Regions from separate parts of the Sus scrofa genome. Here all the other regions are linked to region 1. The links are chromatin contacts, called in public promoter capture Hi-C maps. All regions are on one chromosome and are shown on one strand. Each heading gives the region's core, a stretch centred on a gene start, on an enhancer-like site or on the middle of the called end of the contact. The rest is flanking DNA. Distances are from core to core; before and after follow the strand shown. Region 1 holds the start of HSP90B1 (heat shock protein 90 beta family member 1). Region 2 holds the start of ALDH1L2 (mitochondrial 10-formyltetrahydrofolate dehydrogenase). Region 3 holds the start of WASHC4 (WASH complex subunit 4).

Region 1 (2,700 bases), core at 30-2,529:
CGTCAAATTGAGAGGGGTTTTTTTGTTTTTTGTTTTTTCTATGCTAGACTGGCTTTACTACCACGCTCTCTACTTAACTTACAGCAGGGGCTCTGTAGGTGACCGCCTTTGAACTTCACCAAGGAGTAGAGGGCATCAAAGTTGCTCGCAATCTCTCAAGGGACAATAAATAAATAGCCCCACTGTCCTCCTCTTCTGTAAATCCAATCAGAAGGCCTGGAGATTCTGGCCACGAAAAGTACAGACGTAACAGGGGCTCCGGCTGACCTAGGGAAGCGCGAGAAGACAGATTCGGAAAAGCGTGTTCTCCAACTGGAGGCGAGTCCCAGACTCGAGAGGCCCAAGCCCATAATACTGGGCGGCCTCACCCAAGACCTGGCGGCTTTCTAGGCCCGCTTCTGAAGGCTGTGTACACTGAAGAGTCTGGAACAGGTACAAATCTCTACCGCAAGGGGAAGGAAATGTAAACACTAAAACGCGCGGCACAGAGTTCCGGCGGAGACACACTGGAAAAATGGGGAAAGAAGGGCCAAGCTACGCAACTGAATAAAGACTACGATTCCCAGCATTCACTACAGTGTTCCCCGGGGTACGTTGCATGCCGGGAACTGTAGTTTCTCACCACCCCATGGAACATCGCTAGGGGGATTGTCAACCTCTCACGTGTGTCTCTTTTCCAAGAAGCACTGCCAAATAGAAAACTGGCTGCAAAAAGTCGCACCGGAATCATTCGCAAGATGACCCCACGCGGGGACAAGGGAAAGGTGAAGAGCGCGTTGCCATGGCTACCGCTTCTCTTGGTCCCAGAATAAACGCGCTCTAAGATCCGGAAGTAGTTCCGGGCGACCTCTCCACCTGGAGGGATGAATTCTGTGCTGACGTTCATTGGACGGTTTCCCTTAGAGGCCAAAGCAACCAAGGCAAAGGGGCGGTCCCTCGTGAGAGGGGCCCGCGGAACCGTTTGATTGGAGAAGAGGAGCCAAGACTGACCAATTGGAAGGAGCCACGCTTCGGGCATCGGGCACCGCACCTGGACAGCTCCGATTGGTGGACTGCGGTCCCCCCTACGAGTTCCCATTGGGTACAGGGAGTGCGTGGTGCAGCCCGATTGGCGGGTTCGTGTTTCCCGTCCCCCGCCCGCGAGTAGTGGGGGTGAAAAGCGGCCCGACCTGCTTGGGGGGTAGTGGGCGGATCGCACGGCTTGTGGTTGTGAGGTTCTGAGCCCAGGGGAGGGGGGGCGGAGGTGGCTCCTTCGATCAAAGGGGACTTGAGACTCACCGGCCGTGCGACATGAGGGCCCTGTGGGTGCTGGGCCTGTGCTGCGTCCTGCTGACCTTCGGTGAGTGATCCTGGAGGAGCGGGCACCCCTGGACGCCCCCCCGCTCCAACACGGCCTCTTCTCGAAGGTTCTGGGGGCGTTGAACCTGGGAAGGGGATAACACGGTCTGCGCTGGGCGGATGGGGATGTCCATCGATTTTCCTCGAAAGAGGTTCAGGGGATTTCGTTTACTCTAATTACTCTGGAAAGAAAAAAGGAGAATGGAGTCGTTTAAATCTCTTGCGGATGTCCTAGTATCCGCTCTTAGAAGTCTCAGTCTTCTGGGAGTGGGGCCTGGCTTGGGCTCGCGCCCCTTGGGAGCATTGCGTGTCCCCTTCCGAGGACTTTTGTCAAACGCCGCAATCTTTGGCCGCTCGAGTTTGAGGACCCTCCGCCCCCGGTATTCCGACTGTTCGCCAACGCGAGTTTCCTTTCTTAGGTGCTGGACTGTGAAGCTTGGGGCCCTGGGGCAGCGGACCGGCATTGGCAGCGCGGTTGATTCACTTTCGCTCAAACTCCTTAACATTTTAAAATCTCTAAATATTTCTTCCCTTTGTCAGGCCCCTAGGCCCAATTTCACTTCCCCTCGCTAGAGGTTGCACAAATTCTGTTTGAGCTCTGACCTGTGACATCGAAGGACTAAGTTTGGCATGGTCAGTTTGGAGCCTTGTGTCGGCCTGCGCGCAACACGTGTGAATGTACAGGGGGCCTGGTAGCAAATCAGCTAAGCGCTGTTTGTGAAGAATCTCTGGGCCACCTTTCAGAAGTGATGGCTGCCTCCGTATTTCAGAATCCACTGGGGGACCTCAGTATCTGAACTTAAATAAGAAATATGCTGACATGGGTTTATATTGGATATTCAAGCCAGTGGATCCATTCTTTCATCCCCACCTCCCATATTTTCCAAGTGAATTTTGCAACATCTACCCTTGCCTTGTTGATCTTGTTTCTTCTAAGAAGTACATGGAGCTATGGTGTTTGAGAGTTTTCTGGTATTACATTTTCCCGCAGGGTCTGTCCGCGCTGAGGATGAAGTGGATGTGGATGGGACAGTGGAAGAAGATCTGGGTAAAAGTAGAGAAGGTTCCAGGACAGATGATGAAATAGTACAGAGGTTTGTACTCTTCCGGAACGATGCAAATAACCCCTGGGAAACCCTGGAATACAGTAATTTTTTTATGTTCATTCTCCAAAGGTCCAGATGAAGTTTTAACACTTTGAATTTAATTACTAGATAGTAGAGAAAACGTTAGGGGGAGCAAGCATGTGCATGCACAGTATCTCCTAAATTGCCCCTAAGAATGGTCAAAACGGAATGAATTCTTTGGAAAACTGTTTTGATAATACTGGCGCTATAGCCTTCCTAAGATCTTAGAAAAGAT
Region 2 (2,700 bases), core at 6-2,505, 1.0 Mb after region 1:
AGAATGATGAATACCTCCAGTTTAACTAGAAGTAACTTCCAGATTAACTAGAAGTGACTGGGATAAAATGAATTCTCATTATTTGGGGCTGTCTGGAAGACAAAAGCTTTTCCATTTATGCAATTTTGGGCCAGTTCTTGATGCTACTCAAGACTTCTGCTTCCAAGTTTTTAACATCTGGATATGTACACATGTGCATATGACTTTGGCAGAGAGAGACAGTCAAAAGCAAATTCTTTTATAATACAGCAAATGTGCACTTCCTGAAAAGAGATAATGTACAATGGGACGGATTTCTTTCTTCCCTAAACAGCTTGAGTCTGCCTTCATGCAGCGAGGCACCTCTCCTGAGGCTGCCCTGAAGTGCTGAAGGCAGCGGTGCTGCAAGCAACGTGTCCTCTCATATTCCAGTTCTGGAGAAGCTGATGCAATTCCAAAGCTCGGGGCTATGCCAGGGCTCAGTTCTTGCACCATAGTTTACTAGTGTTCCAGGGTGGCTGCTTCTGCAGCGCCTGGTAATGCTAGAAATCTTGCTGCATGCAGCTCAGGAATGAAGAGATTGCAGCCACCAGCTCGGAATGCCATTATCTGAATGGGCCCTGCGTACCAGTTCGGGGCGCTCACACCTCTCAGGCCTGGAAGAACTCCGCTGAGTTGATTCTACTCTTCTCCAGGGGATGACCCTGGTCCAGAATCTTGGCTCCATTTCTTAACTAGGCAAGGCTCTCAGGATTGAAATGAAAGCAGAAAGGAAGCCGACTCGGTCCCCCTTGCCAAGTGACTGTTTCCACCCTGTCAATCCCAGCCAGACCTTAGATGTTCAAAAACTACATCCTCAGCCCCTTCCCCGTAGGAGACAATGGCTCGTTTGACAAGACCCATCCTAGAACCTCCTCGGACCCGTCTCTTCAGTCTCCCAATTTAAAAAACGTTGTCTTGGTTTTTAGCAAAGTCAAAACGTTGCTGCTCACCCTTAGTCCCGCCGCCCGGCCCACCCGCCAGCCCGGGGTCTGGAAACCAGTCCCCTGTAAGAGTCAGGACGCTCGCCCCGGCGGGACTCACCCGGCCAGTAGAGAAGCGCCGGAGCGTTTGGCTGCTCCGCCACAGCATGCTGCAAAGGACCGCTCGCGCTGGGGGCGCAGGGGTGCAGGACGCAGACGGGGGCGCCTTAGCCTGGGAGCGGCCTACAGCCTCCGAGGCCGGGGCGGAGGCGCTGGCAGCTAAAGGCCTCGGCCAGTCCCAGGACCCCGCCTCCTCCAGCTGGCCGGGCTAACGCGGCCAATCCCGTGCGACTGGGCGGGGCGTGCTCCAGCCGCCCGCAGCCGAGCTCGTGCGGTGCTGAGCTCCCGGCGGCTGCCTAGGTTCCAGACTCACTCGCTGCGGAGTCTTCTACCTGTTACTCACACCCTCTTAGGTACAAAAGGATCTGCCTTAAAGGCCAGCCTGACACCCTAAGCCATGTCCTTACACAGATTTGAGAGGACAACAGGCACGTGCGTGGAGATGCGAAAGATAACGGGTGAGGACACCTTCACCACGTGAGGGTCCTGATTCCTATCTCCCTGTCTGATAAACGAGAGACGGCGTACAAAGCTCCAGGCAGAGAGCCTGGCACAGAGCCGGTCCTGACAGATGATGGACAGGTAGATAGAAGATAGACGTCCTTTCCCTTCACCTCTCTAAAGGAACGCTCAAGATATGCTTTAGTTGAGCACTTGTCCCAAACAGAACTCCTTAGCCTGGCCTTCAAGGTCTTTTGAAGTTTGGTATTTCCTCTGATTTATTGCTGCTCTTTTGCACGTGTAATAAAGCCAAACCGTAGTACTTACCTCTTCCTTCCTGGTTTATGCTTCCCAGGAAAGCTTACCATCTAGGCATGACCAAATTCCTCTTTTCTTAAAGTTATAGCTCAAATGCTGCCTCCTGTAGGCACTTTTTGTGATGCTTTCCTCATCACCTCCATGGCATTTTCTTTCACAGGGTGAGTTTTCATTCCTCTGAACTGAGGAGGATTTTTGTCTATGCATTTCTTATCATCCCTGAATCTGTTCCTGGTAATTATGTTTCTGTCATCTTCTCTACAGGAAGCTCATAGCAGGTGAGTCCATGCCTTATTTATCAGGATGTACAGTATCTACCACTGAGAAAAGCTTAGAACATACTTGTTGAAAGAGAAAACAGGAGTTGCCATTGTGGCTCAGTGGGTTAAGAACCTGACATAGTGTCCGTGAGGATTCAGGTTCAATTCCTGGCCTCGCTCAATGGGTTAAAGATCCAACGTTGCCTACGAGCTGCAGAGTAGGTCGAAGATGTGACTTGAATCTGGTGTTGCTGCGGGTGTGGTGTGGGCCAGCAGCTGCAGCCCCAACTCAATCCCTAGCCAGGGAATTTCTGTATGCCACAGGTATGGCCATAAAAAGAAAAAAGACAGAGAGAGTGAGAGAGAACAAATGAATGAATGTATTTAAGAAGGTAAGAAGGAAAGAAAAAACACCATTCTTAAAGCCTGGAGGATTGCTGCAAACATCCAAGGTTTTGTCTTGGGAACTGCTCCTTGACAATTCAACCCATCTCCCTGACTGCATTTTGTGACTTCTTGCTTCTACTAAACTTCCAAATATTTGTATTCATTTTATTTGTTCTAAACTGGGGAGGGTGGGCAAGGAGTGCGGTTTTTCCTGAGTGACGTTATTATATACT
Region 3 (2,700 bases), core at 38-2,537, 1.1 Mb after region 1:
CTCCTCTTCCTCTTTTCTTTTCTAAAATGCCCAAGAAGACATCAAGCACCCCATGGGGGTGGGATCCACTTTTCTCATCTGCTTTTTCATAATAATCTCTGCATCTAGGATTGTGTCTGGTACATAGTGGGCATTCAAATATTTGACCTACTGTAGATTCACCGGCCTCAGGGAAAACTCTTCAAGAAACTGCTTACTTGCTTTGATAAAGTTAATTATTTTTGGTCCTTTATAAGATTACAGAAGACATTAAAAAAATTCCTATTGTTAAAAATTAAAGACATAGGTAGTCACAATAAAACTTGAAAATTCACTAATAACCAACACTTACTCTTTTCCAGTTGACTTCCTGTTGAGAGTGATTTGAGTTCTCTTAGTATTTACATGCACACATGCAAGTACACGTTTGTAGAAAAATACAAATGTAACCACAAATACACATTATTCTGCAGCTACCTTCTGTCAGTTTCTGGTGTCTCTATAAATCTACTTCATTTCTTTTAACACCGATCTAGCATTTCGTAGTATGCACATATTAAACTTTATGTATTTACTCCCTATTGATTGACATTTAAATCTCCTTACTACTATTAAAAACCATGCCGTAGTGAACACTGCCATGCAATTACCTGTACACATGCAGCATTACTGGGTAACATAGATCTGATCACCAAAAAGCCACTTGGTAGGTAGGCGCATTTTAGAACTCAAAACAGCTTTTCTTCTCCACTCCGTCGTCCCCGCCCTGCCTTTTTAGAGGAGGTGGGTAGAGAGCCCAAGAGAACAAGATAAGCAGAGAAGTAAAATTCCTCGCTTAAGTGTTCATAAAGTAACCCCTTCTCTTGAACACCTTCCCCCCCTCCAACTCAAGAAAAGGTGTGCAGGACAAGAGCTGAAAGAGCTCCGACAGGGGCGACCGGGAAGGCGTTGGCTGTACGGGCTTCTTGGAAGAAGCGCTTGGACAGCCACGTCCTCGAGGACCACACCTTCTTGTTCAGCCGCCGCTCCATCAATTTTGTGCTTTTCAGGCTAGACTGGGGGATAAATTCCCCTGGTATAAAAATGGCTTGGAGACAGTAGAGCGAAAGTGAAGATAACGATGGGGCGTGAGACATGAACTGAATGGTGGCGAGGCCGAAGTAGCAGCGGGAGGACACCGCAAGCACCGCCGCCGCCGCCATGGCCATCGCTTTCTGCCACCGCGGAGGACTCGCTTTCCCAGCGGTCCCCGCGGCCCGGCAGGGGCATTGGGCCCGGCTGGCCCTTGCGAGCGAGGGGCGGAGCCCGGGCCGGAAGTCACGTGCTATGACAGCCGCCGGGGTGAGGCCGCCGTTGTAGCTCAGGCTGGTTGGGGCTGTGACTGTGGGAGGCGCCGGTGCGATGGCGGTAGAGACGCTGTCCCCGGACTGGGAGTTCGACCGCGTTGACGACGGCTCACAGAGTAAGGGAGCGGCAGGGCAAGGACTGCGGGTGGGCGCTCCCCATCCCGCCTCAGCCAGGGCAGCGCTTGTGCAGGAGGGCTCTTGGAGCGGCGCGTAGCCCCCGGGTTCGGGATACTTTCTGCGCCTTAGGGTGTGAGAGGGACGCCTTCCAAACGTAACTTTCGGGGTTGGGAGTCCACGCGATGGTGGCTCAGGCTGGCCAGGCCAGGGCTTGGCTATTTGGGCGGTGACTGTCCTGGGGCGACCGCAGTGGCCAGTGGGCGCGGCGTCCACTTTGTGCAGCCGCGGGCCCTGACGGGGCGCGCCCGGGAGGCCAGGACCCCGGGGAGGGGAGGCCGCCGCGACTCTGGCCTCTGGGGCTTTAACCAGATCCTCAGAACGTTCAGTTCTAAGTGAGGCTGAAGTCCGGGTTCCTGTTTCGGTTTCCTGTTTTTCTTCTTTTTCCTCCCAAACCAACTTGTGGAAGTTTGAGTGTTTTTTTTCATTCATATTATTATTACTGTAGAAGATAGTGAAAAAGAACTCTTCACGCGGTAAAATATATACACGCGAATGTCAGTTTATCTCCCTCGAGGTCTTTTATTTATGTTAAGTGGTCTTTTTCAGTGTTGTCCTGTAGTTTTCAGCGCACCTAGAAAGGTTTCAGAAATTATAGTAAGTCTACTTCAGCTTTTACTATGTAAAATTGAGTTGTCTCATTTTACCTTATAAGTCTAACCCCCCAAAACTTAACAAATTCAGTTTCATGGAGCAAAGTTTAGATGCCAAATTATTTTGGTGAAACGCTGCTTAAGATGAATACAAATTGGCAACCTGTTTCTTGCCATTGGTGGTATTAATTTTTATAGGTGATAAAAGAGATTTTGGGACATACTGCTAGAATGTTTTTTTTTAATGTAGGTTTTTCAGAAGGTGAACATAATTTTAAAAGATTACGTGTGATTTTTGCATAATTTTACAAAAACAAATTAGATATAATTAGGTTTTATTAACTACTCAAAGCGGTCTGAGTTTAATTCAGGATTCGGTTTTTCACAAAACATTCTGTAAGTTGTTAGCTCTTATGCACCGTGAAAAACCAGACCTGTTGGTAATAACAAAATTCTTTAACTTTTTTATGGGGAAGATTCTATATTCACTGTTAAAGTGAACTGCACCTTGTCATGTATGAAGTTTTACGGACAGAGACTCCCTAGTCTAGTGTCTGCAAAATAGTGGAATGAAAGTATGATTGGGGTTTGAAAATGATTCACGCAGG

The links. Promoter capture Hi-C pulls out the DNA fragments that hold promoters and counts their contacts.
Region 2: a promoter capture Hi-C map of fetal liver shows a contact between it and region 1, with 3 times the contacts expected there. The contact joins the promoter of ALDH1L2 here to the promoter of HSP90B1 in region 1. A contact is called at or near these places in 1 of 5 promoter capture datasets (fetal liver) and 1 of 2 datasets of contacts at active chromatin or transcription factors (skeletal muscle).
Region 3: a promoter capture Hi-C map of liver shows a contact between it and region 1, with 5 times the contacts expected there. The contact joins the promoter of WASHC4 here to the promoter of HSP90B1 in region 1. A contact is called at or near these places in 2 of 5 promoter capture datasets (fetal skeletal muscle and liver) and 1 of 47 Hi-C or Micro-C datasets (liver).

The regions. Positions count from the first base shown.
Region 1 is chr5:80,529,441-80,532,140 of Sscrofa11.1, reverse strand. It overlaps HSP90B1 (heat shock protein 90 beta family member 1), which reads left to right and starts at 1,279. Exons shown (of 19, transcript NM_214103.1): 1 at 1,279-1,339; 2 at 2,330-2,432. The coding sequence starts at 1,291.
Region 2 is chr5:79,491,227-79,493,926 of Sscrofa11.1, reverse strand. It overlaps ALDH1L2 (mitochondrial 10-formyltetrahydrofolate dehydrogenase), which reads right to left and starts at 1,255. Exons shown (of 24, transcript XM_001926587.6): 1 at 1,063-1,255. The coding sequence starts at 1,110.
Region 3 is chr5:79,473,242-79,475,941 of Sscrofa11.1, reverse strand. WASHC4 (WASH complex subunit 4) reads left to right here and starts at 1,287. Exons shown (of 34, transcript XM_021092625.1): 1 at 1,287-1,441. The coding sequence starts at 1,381.